2 separate regions of the Rattus norvegicus genome follow, and region 2 is linked to region 1. The links are chromatin contacts, called in public Hi-C maps. All regions are on one chromosome and are shown on one strand. Each heading gives the region's core, a stretch centred on a gene start, on an enhancer-like site or on the middle of the called end of the contact. The rest is flanking DNA. Distances are from core to core; before and after follow the strand shown.

Region 1 (4,035 bases), core at 65-2,564:
AACAAAACAAAACAAAACAAAACAAAACAAAACACAGGCTGGAGAGATGGCTCAGCAGTTAAGAGCACTGACTGCTCTTCCAAAGGTCCTGAGTCCAATTCTCAGCAACGACATGATGGGTCACAACCATTGTAATGAGATCTGATGCACTCTTCTGGTGTGTCTGAAGACAGCTACAGTGTACTCATATAAAAATAAATAAATCTTTTAAAAAAACAATGCAAGGGCTGGAGAGATGGCTCAGCAGTTAAGAGCACCCGACTACTCTTCCAGAGGTCCTGAGTTCAATTCCCAGCAACCACATGGTGGCTCACAACCATCTGTAAGGTGATCTGATGCCCTCTTCTGGTGTATCTGAAGACAGCTACAGTGTACTTATATATAATAAATGAATACAATCTTTAAAAAAAAAAAACAAAGCAAAAGAAAAAACTCATGTAATTTTTTTTTTAGGCACAATAAATTTACAATAGAGACCAGAACATGGTTACTTTGGAGGTGTTAACTGAGGAATGGCACATAGGATACTGGCAGTATTCTAGATTTTGGTCATATATATATGTATATATATACACATATATATGTATGTATATACATACACACATCTGTGTGTGTGTATTCAGATATGTACACCTTGCTGTATGTATATCTAATACCTCAATAAACAGTTGTTAACGTGTCATGTTGTTTTCGCAGTTCAGAGGGTAACACTCATTTTAGAAAGAAGGACACTGAGAAGAAAGTATAGATAATAATGAGGCCATATAGGGCACAGGGAGGCAGAAGTGGGATTCCTGCTTAGGAGAAAAAAGGCAGGAAGGAGTGGGGAAAGGCTAGAAAGGGGGACAGGGACATGTCATATTCTCAGGTCCCTCACTGATCCCAGGAGGAAGGAGACACAGTGCTCACTTTGCAGAGCAGTCCTGGGATTCAGAAAGGACAAACGACTTCCTCAGACTTCTCGCTGGTATCACACAAGTGCTATGAAACACTGCCCTCCACTTGCCTAGACCTTGTCTAAGGCCCGCTGTTCAGAAGCGGCTGAGCTTGGACTGGCACCCCCAGCAGAGGTGAAGATCTTACCTAAGGCTGTCTGGACTACCAGCCACAGGGTGAGGCTCAAGTCCAGAGTCCACTTCATGCTCCAGCCAGCTTCTGCCATGGGCTGCGGTGATGCCTACGCTTCTGGGGTCAGAAGGGAGCTCTGAGTACGTGTGCAAGCACCAGAAAGTTCTGCCTTTATCTTCTCGATTCCCATCATTCCCAGCTGGGGCTGGAGGAGTTATGACCAGCTTCTCCCCAGCTGTGGAGCCTTGTCCCTCCTCCTTGGGGTGACAGGTCACACTATATGATTTTGACTCTTCAACCAAACTGGCTTGCCTGCAATCCCTGCCCAGTTTGCTCATTTGGCAATGGCTTACAAGTTTGGCTAGTACAAGTTAGGCTTCACCCATTGATCAGGAGAAGACCGGAGCCCTCAGGTGCGCTCCCTGTGGGTTTAAGAGCCCTGGGCCTCCCTGACTGCCCTTGCTTTGTGCAGGCTCTTGTGTGTGTTCCTCTGCCTGGGGTTTCTCAGACAGGATTGTCATAGAGGGTCAGACAGTGTCAGGAACAGAAAGTCATTGTGGAGACTATTCCCATTCTCACATTCCAGCTGGAGTAAAGACCTAAAGGCAACCATGAGGAGGCTCAATCACTGAGACCAGGGTAGCTGAGTGAGGGAAGATTCCCTGGAATAAAGGTTGACCTTTGTGGAATCAACCAGAAAAGGGAGATCGGGCCTGATGCTTGAGGTAGCAAGTGTGGGGCTGGATGGGAAGAGATGGGTTCATTTTTATTAACAGGTCAGGTGGGAGTCCTAGAGCTTGGAATACCTTTGGGAAATGGGTATCTGGGGGTTTCTGCACTGGGAGGGTAGAAGGTAAGGGCACGTCTTTCTTACTGACCTCTGGTGTCCAGCTCTGTAGGTCCAGCAAGTCATTGTCATGTACCATTTTCTCAAGGTCCTTTCATTGAGTTCTCAGAAATGTCCTTTATTGAGATCCTTACCCACACTTCCCATTCCTGTGGCTTCTCCTCTCTCCTCCGGAATATGATGTTCACTGCCTAATCATCATCGAATGTGCTCCATACTCCACTAAGGCAGGCCTCAGACAGGGTCAAGGTCAACAAGGTCAACGTGGGAACCATCTGGTATGGTTGGATATAGCCAATTTCCCTGTAGTCTGTTCTCCATCCACAATATTAGGCTACAGTGTCCCATTCGCTGGTATCAGGCTCTGGGCTGGACAAGCCCCTCCATAGTGGGCACTGTTGTTCAGTCTTATATTCCTTTAAGAATGATTCCCATGGGAAGCTGGGAGAGATGATTCAGTAGGTAAAGTACTTGCCACACAAGCATGGGTATCTGAGTTTACATTCCCAGAATCCATGTAAAGCTGGGTGTGGTAGCATGCATCTATGCTCCCAGTGCTACGACAGTAAGATGTGAGGCAGAAACAGGAGAATCCGGGTAGCTCATGAGCCAGCTCAGAAGGTGTACACAGCAGAAAAAGCCAACACGAGGAGCCCCTCTTAAACAAGGTTTAAGGTGAAGACTGACACCCGAGGATGCTCTCTGACCTCTAAATATGCACCATAGTACATACTCACACACACTCATGTAAACATGAGCATGCATGTGCACACATTACACATACAGACACACATAAGCCCATATACACAGAGTGAGGGTGGGTGGGAAGAAGAGGGATTCACAGCAAGGCACCAACTCCCAATTTCTACCCAGTACAATCTCCTCATGCCCTTTCCAGCCTCAGATGGCCAAGGGGTCTGGGAATTATGTTCACACTCCCAGACAATTTTCTAGCAAATTCCATGTGCTGATGTGTGGTTCATCTTCCATGACTTGGGTCTCAGAGGCCGTGGAAGCATCTCCTCCCTACCACACCCTCACTGTTGGCTAAGTAGGTATCCCATCTGATAGCAAGCAAGGTAATGACACAATGTCTCCTCAAGTTGTACGACATGGAGCAAGAGCCCGGAAATGGCCTATGTCCTTTGAGAAATTTGATCTGAGAGACTATCCAAAATACACAAAGACTTGTTGACAGGTTGAGTCTCATAAAGCCTTGTTGACAACAGCCTTACTCCAACGCTACTGGAAAGGAAGCAAGAAGAAACAGGACAGCTACAGCAAGGGCGTGATCCAGGGTTGGCAATAACGAGTTTCATAAGCTTCTGCAGCGTTAGCCGTCTTAGTGTGGTGGTTGTGAGCTAGGCTGCTTGGGTTTGAACCCCAGCTCTGTTGCTGTGTGACCTTGGGTAAATCACTGGAAAATCCATACAAGAAGGGCACTAAGAATCTAAGATTGCAGTAAGGATGACTAAGCGGATTATTGTTCTTTTGAAAGATGTGGTCTTTATCTTCCAGTCCCAGTTTCCTCAGTGCTAGGATTACAGGCGAGTGCTGCTTCATTTGGCCCAAGTAAAGCATACTTTCAATATTGTAAGGTCCGTTGTCTCTGCTGTCATCAAAAGTAAAACACTTCAGTGGTGTCTTTGAAGGATGGGATCCAGAAGTCCCTCCCAACTGCCAGATTCCAAAATCTTGGGATGCCCAAGTCTCTTACATGAAACAGGGAAGTATGTGCACATGACCTATATGAACCATATACTTCTTTTGCAGTACTGGGGTTGCCCTGTGACTTGTATGTGCTAGGCATATTTTCCTTCTACCACTGAGCTGTATGTGCAGTGGAAGCCTCAGCACCTTACTTTGATTTTGAGACAGGGTCTCCCTAGACTGCCTCAAACACACTGTGCAGCTCACACAGATCTTCAACTTGAGATCCTCCTGTCATGTACTTGCTGAGATTGAAGTGCGTACCATAATTTTGAGATTCAAATGTATCATTCATAGACTACTTATGAGAGTCAGCACAGTGTAAATGCTGGGAAGTGGTTAATGGCCCACATCGCTTAAGGAATAATGACAACAAAAACAGCCTGTGCCTGTGTAGAACAGACACTTTC
Region 2 (4,046 bases), core at 764-3,263, 140 kb before region 1:
CCTTGTGCAGGGGCAAGACACTTTGGAAAGTACCATTTGTTCCTAGACCCCTTTCTGACCACACACACAGACCCACTGAACTTCAGGTCTTATGAGTCCAGCACCTGGCCCCACCCACAGTCCCCACACTAGACTTGGTTGTGCCTGTCTTTGACCACAGCCTCATAGCTGGTCTCTGGCAGTGGTCAGTACAGGCGAGGAGCGACCACAATCAAACCTGCAGGGCAGGCCCCGAGGGTTTGTTATCTTCCATTCAGGCCAGAAGTACAGACCCTGGTAAGGCTTTCATTTTCACTTCAGATTCAGCCCTGAGAGATTGGGACAGTATGCTTTTTACTTAACCCTGGCTTTTTATTTAATTTTTCCATCTGTGAAAGCTTGGAAACACAGCTGGGAAGTTTTTATTCATTTGCTTAGTAGATAATGTACAGAGCTCCTTGTGTATGTCTGTGACTGGTTAGACCCCACACCCCACACGGAGCTCCCAGTTCAGAGGAAGGCCAGACAATTAAAGAGCAGTTACAATGATGCGTGTGGCTTCTGTCTACTCCAGTTTTCTCTCAGGTCCCCCCTTCAAGACTGTGAGCTCCAAGACTTCTCTCTGTGTGTGGATGGACAGCCAGCCACCTTCACTTGCTTGATACTCTTAAGTCTAGTCGTTTCCATGGTGTAGAAGTGTTGCCCACTTGGGCTCCCAAATGGCCCCTGAGGGGGGAAAAAGGGAGTGGAAGAGGGTCTGATTTAGGGGCCTGAATCTAAGATCTCTAGAAATACAGCTTGGGCTACTTTGGGAGTGGAATACTGTTGGTGGGGGGGATGGTATTTTTCACACAAGCCTGCTCAGGTCAGTGGGATTCAGACCATTCTTGAGTAAAGAGCCTGAGTTGTGAAGAATCAGGTCCAGGCTAACCCTCCCGAGTTTACTCATTTGGCAGTAAATGGAGTCTTGCTGCATTGACTTGGTCCAGTTCTGGCAGGTTTCCAGATCTTATCCAGCTTGAATCAGATTTGGACAGGTAAGGATATTCTGGCCTTCAAGAATCTAGAGATGAAAATGATGGTCAGTGGAGTGGGGATCAACCCCTACTTCCCAGTCCACAATTTCTAACAAGCCTGCAAGCTAGGGTTTAGGTGTTCTCACAACCTTCAGACTCATCCCCTTCTTGGAAGTCAGGCTCTGCCTCTGGCTCCGGCTCCGGCTCCGGCTCCGGCTCCGGCTCCGGCTCCGGCTCCGGCTCCGGCTCTGGCTCCGGTTCTACCTCTGGCTCTGGTTCTGGTTCCATTTCTTGTTCCAGGTCTGGCTCATCCCCTTTAGTAGCTTCAGCTTCTAGTTCTGGCTCCTCTGGTGTTCGAGGCTGTACTGCCTCAGAGTCCTCAGGACCTCCGATCTCCTCTTCCTCTGAAGCTCTGGGCAGCCCAGGACATGTGGTCCCTGAACTGGGTGCCTCTGGCGTCCAGTGGCCTGGGCATGGAGGGTCATAGCTGCGGTCCCGGTAGCCTGGGAAGGAAGGAAGTGGTTCTCCCCTCTGTGGTTAGTTACCTCTACATTCTCTGCTCTCCCTTACCCTTTGCTTCGCCCCGCCCCTAATCCACGCCCCTCAATTCATCAAGGCTCCACCCTCCTGGTGCTCACCAGGCCCAACGTGCTGCCAATCCCAGGCCGGGTCTGGCATGCTCACAGTTTGCTGGGCACAGCGCAGTAGTTCCTGGCAGGCTGCCTCGCCCTTGCTCTGCACCAACAGCAGTAGGCGGCGCACCCTGCGCTCTGCATCAGGCAGCGCATCCAAGGCTTCATACTCAGGCCCAGTGAGGACGCCCCGGGCCACCAGCGCGTCCAGCAGCAACCCAGAGTCAGCCTGCAATGTTTCTACCAGCCGTTTCCGTTCCCGGTCAATGGTCTCCGATGGGCGCTCCTGCATGTTACCCATTTGGGCTATATCAAGAAGGAGAGAAGCTGTGGATGGGGGTAGGGTGGGGGAATAATTTGCGTTCCCCTACACTGGCCTCTCTGAGGAGTTATCTAAGTTCATCTCCACATCAGAGTCTGTATGGTTCCTCAGCACAAGACTTAGAGACCAGGGGCACAGAACTCACCCTCCAGCCTCTTCGCTGCTTCTGTCCTGATTCTTCAGGTTCTTCTTGCAGAGTCCAGCTGTCAGTTGAGTGTTCTCCCCAGCTAGGACCTCCCTCCTAAGCCCCAGACACCTGCACAGTTGGCCACCAGTGGAGATCCAGTTTATCCAACTGAATTATTTTTTTAAAACTCAATTCCTTAACCAAATAGGCAGAAAACCCTAGGATTGATTCATACCTCCCTTCTGAACCCGGAAGCAAACCTTGAATCAGGGCAGGCTGCCTGATCGCTCACACAATCGGGTCTGCACCGGGAGTGCCAAGGCACCCCATGCTCCATTCACCTAACACCTGCCCAGCATTCCAGAACCTTGTCCCTTCACTCTCCACTGTCAACATACTCTCGGGATTCTTCCAGGTTAAGCAGAACTCCTGAATTTTCATTTTTGACAGACCTCCTGGCATCCACGACCCACTTGTTTCCCTGATGGCCCGGCAGCCACTTACAGTCATCTCTTATTTGACCTATAGTGGTCTCTTTTTGACCTTGAAATGTCCAGCTCTTAAAAGCCACTAAGGACTGCTTACCAAGCTTTTAGCTTCCTCTCCATGTATTATCCATTTTGAGGGGCTGCCTGTACCAAACCGTAGGAACCAAGTATAAATTAATTGCCCTGCTTATCTTTTTTCTTTTTTCTATTTTTCAGAGCTGGGGACCGAACCCAGGGCCTTGCGTTTGCTAGGCAAGCCCTCTACCACTGAGCTAAATCCCCAACCCCCTGCTTATCTTTTACCAGCTACTGCCTACCTATTATGATTACTGCCAACTGGATTGGGTGTCCTAATCCGGCCAATAAGGGCCCTGACATTAAGGAGAAAAGAAACCTGGCCGTTCCTTTTGCCTTATCTTTGTTCAGACAGCATCTTTCTCAGTCTCCTCTACCCAAAACGTCTCTGCTCTACCTACCTTCTTCCCATCCCATTGGGTGATAACCTCCCTCCAACCACACACACATACTTCATGCACCCCACATCTCAGTACTCACACTGTACTGTTCCTGGGGACTTCACACCTTGGGTCTCCACCCCTCATATCTAAATGTCAATTCTTCCCTAAGGCCACTAAGCGCAGACCAGGTACTCTGCATCCCCCAGCCCCCACCTCCCTTCATGTCCCATATGTGACAGACGCTTTGTAATAAATTTCCATTGGGTTCTGCTCCTTAAACCCACCAGCAGCAGCTTGCCTCCTGGGACAATGAATATCTGAGTACTTCTCACACACTCCACCCCTCCCCTCACTCCATCACTCCAACTCCCCTCACTTTGACAACTCTAGGGTAGAATTTGTTGTTCCAGTTTTATGGGTGAAGAGACAGGCTCAGAGAAACCCAGTAGAACTGGAATCTGACTTGCCCTAGCCTAAACTATAATGTTCCTTGTCTAGCTGAATGCCAGGCCTAGACAGCCACCCTCTCTCTGTGTCTCAGATACTCACTCATCAAAGAATCTAAGCTACCTAGTCTGGCTATTTTAATCCCCTCCCACCACTCTGGATAGCCAGGTTCTTTGCTGTTTCCATCCAACTATTCAGTCGTGCGAGAACTGTGATCCTAACACTGTAGCCTTTGCCAATGCTGTTCCCTGGGTCTGGGATCCTTGTCTCTCCCCTCTACTCTCTGGACCCAGCCCTCAAGACTCAAATGCTCCCATGTCTATCCCAATTCCTGGGGTGTTCAAAGGTTGGTCGCTCCTTTTGTGTGCTTTGGTCCTCATTACTATTATTTACTGGGATCCACACTACACTGTGTGTTCAGGACCTCTGCTGTCCTCAATGAAGCTTCCAAAGACTGTCTCCCATCACTGGTTACAGAGAAGGGGATGATGTCAGCACCTATTCTGGCCCGACTTCGAGGCAGGATTGGCCTCCTCTTTCCCCTCTCTGTACCCTAAGTTATTTTTATGTTAGCTGT

The links. Hi-C and Micro-C count contacts between places; a contact is called where the count stands out from the background.
Region 2: a contact with region 1 is called in a Hi-C map of hepatocytes, with 2.6 times the contacts expected there. The contact joins the promoter of Nol3 here to the promoter of Ces4a in region 1. A contact is called at or near these places in 3 of 12 Hi-C or Micro-C datasets (hepatocytes, kidney and mammary epithelial cells).

What each region holds. Positions count from the first base shown.
Region 1 is chr19:49,918,923-49,922,957 of GRCr8, reverse strand. It overlaps Ces4a (carboxylesterase 4A), which reads right to left and starts at 1,314. Exons shown (of 14, transcript NM_001106176.1): 1 at 1,084-1,314. The coding sequence starts at 1,162.
Region 2 is chr19:50,064,460-50,068,505 of GRCr8, reverse strand. It overlaps Nol3 (nucleolar protein 3), which reads right to left and starts at 2,013. Exons shown (of 2, transcript NM_053516.3): 1 at 1,634-2,013; 2 at 346-1,498. The coding sequence starts at 1,928. The coding sequence ends at 1,128. It also overlaps a transcript of Hsf4 not described here and a transcript of Matcap1 not described here.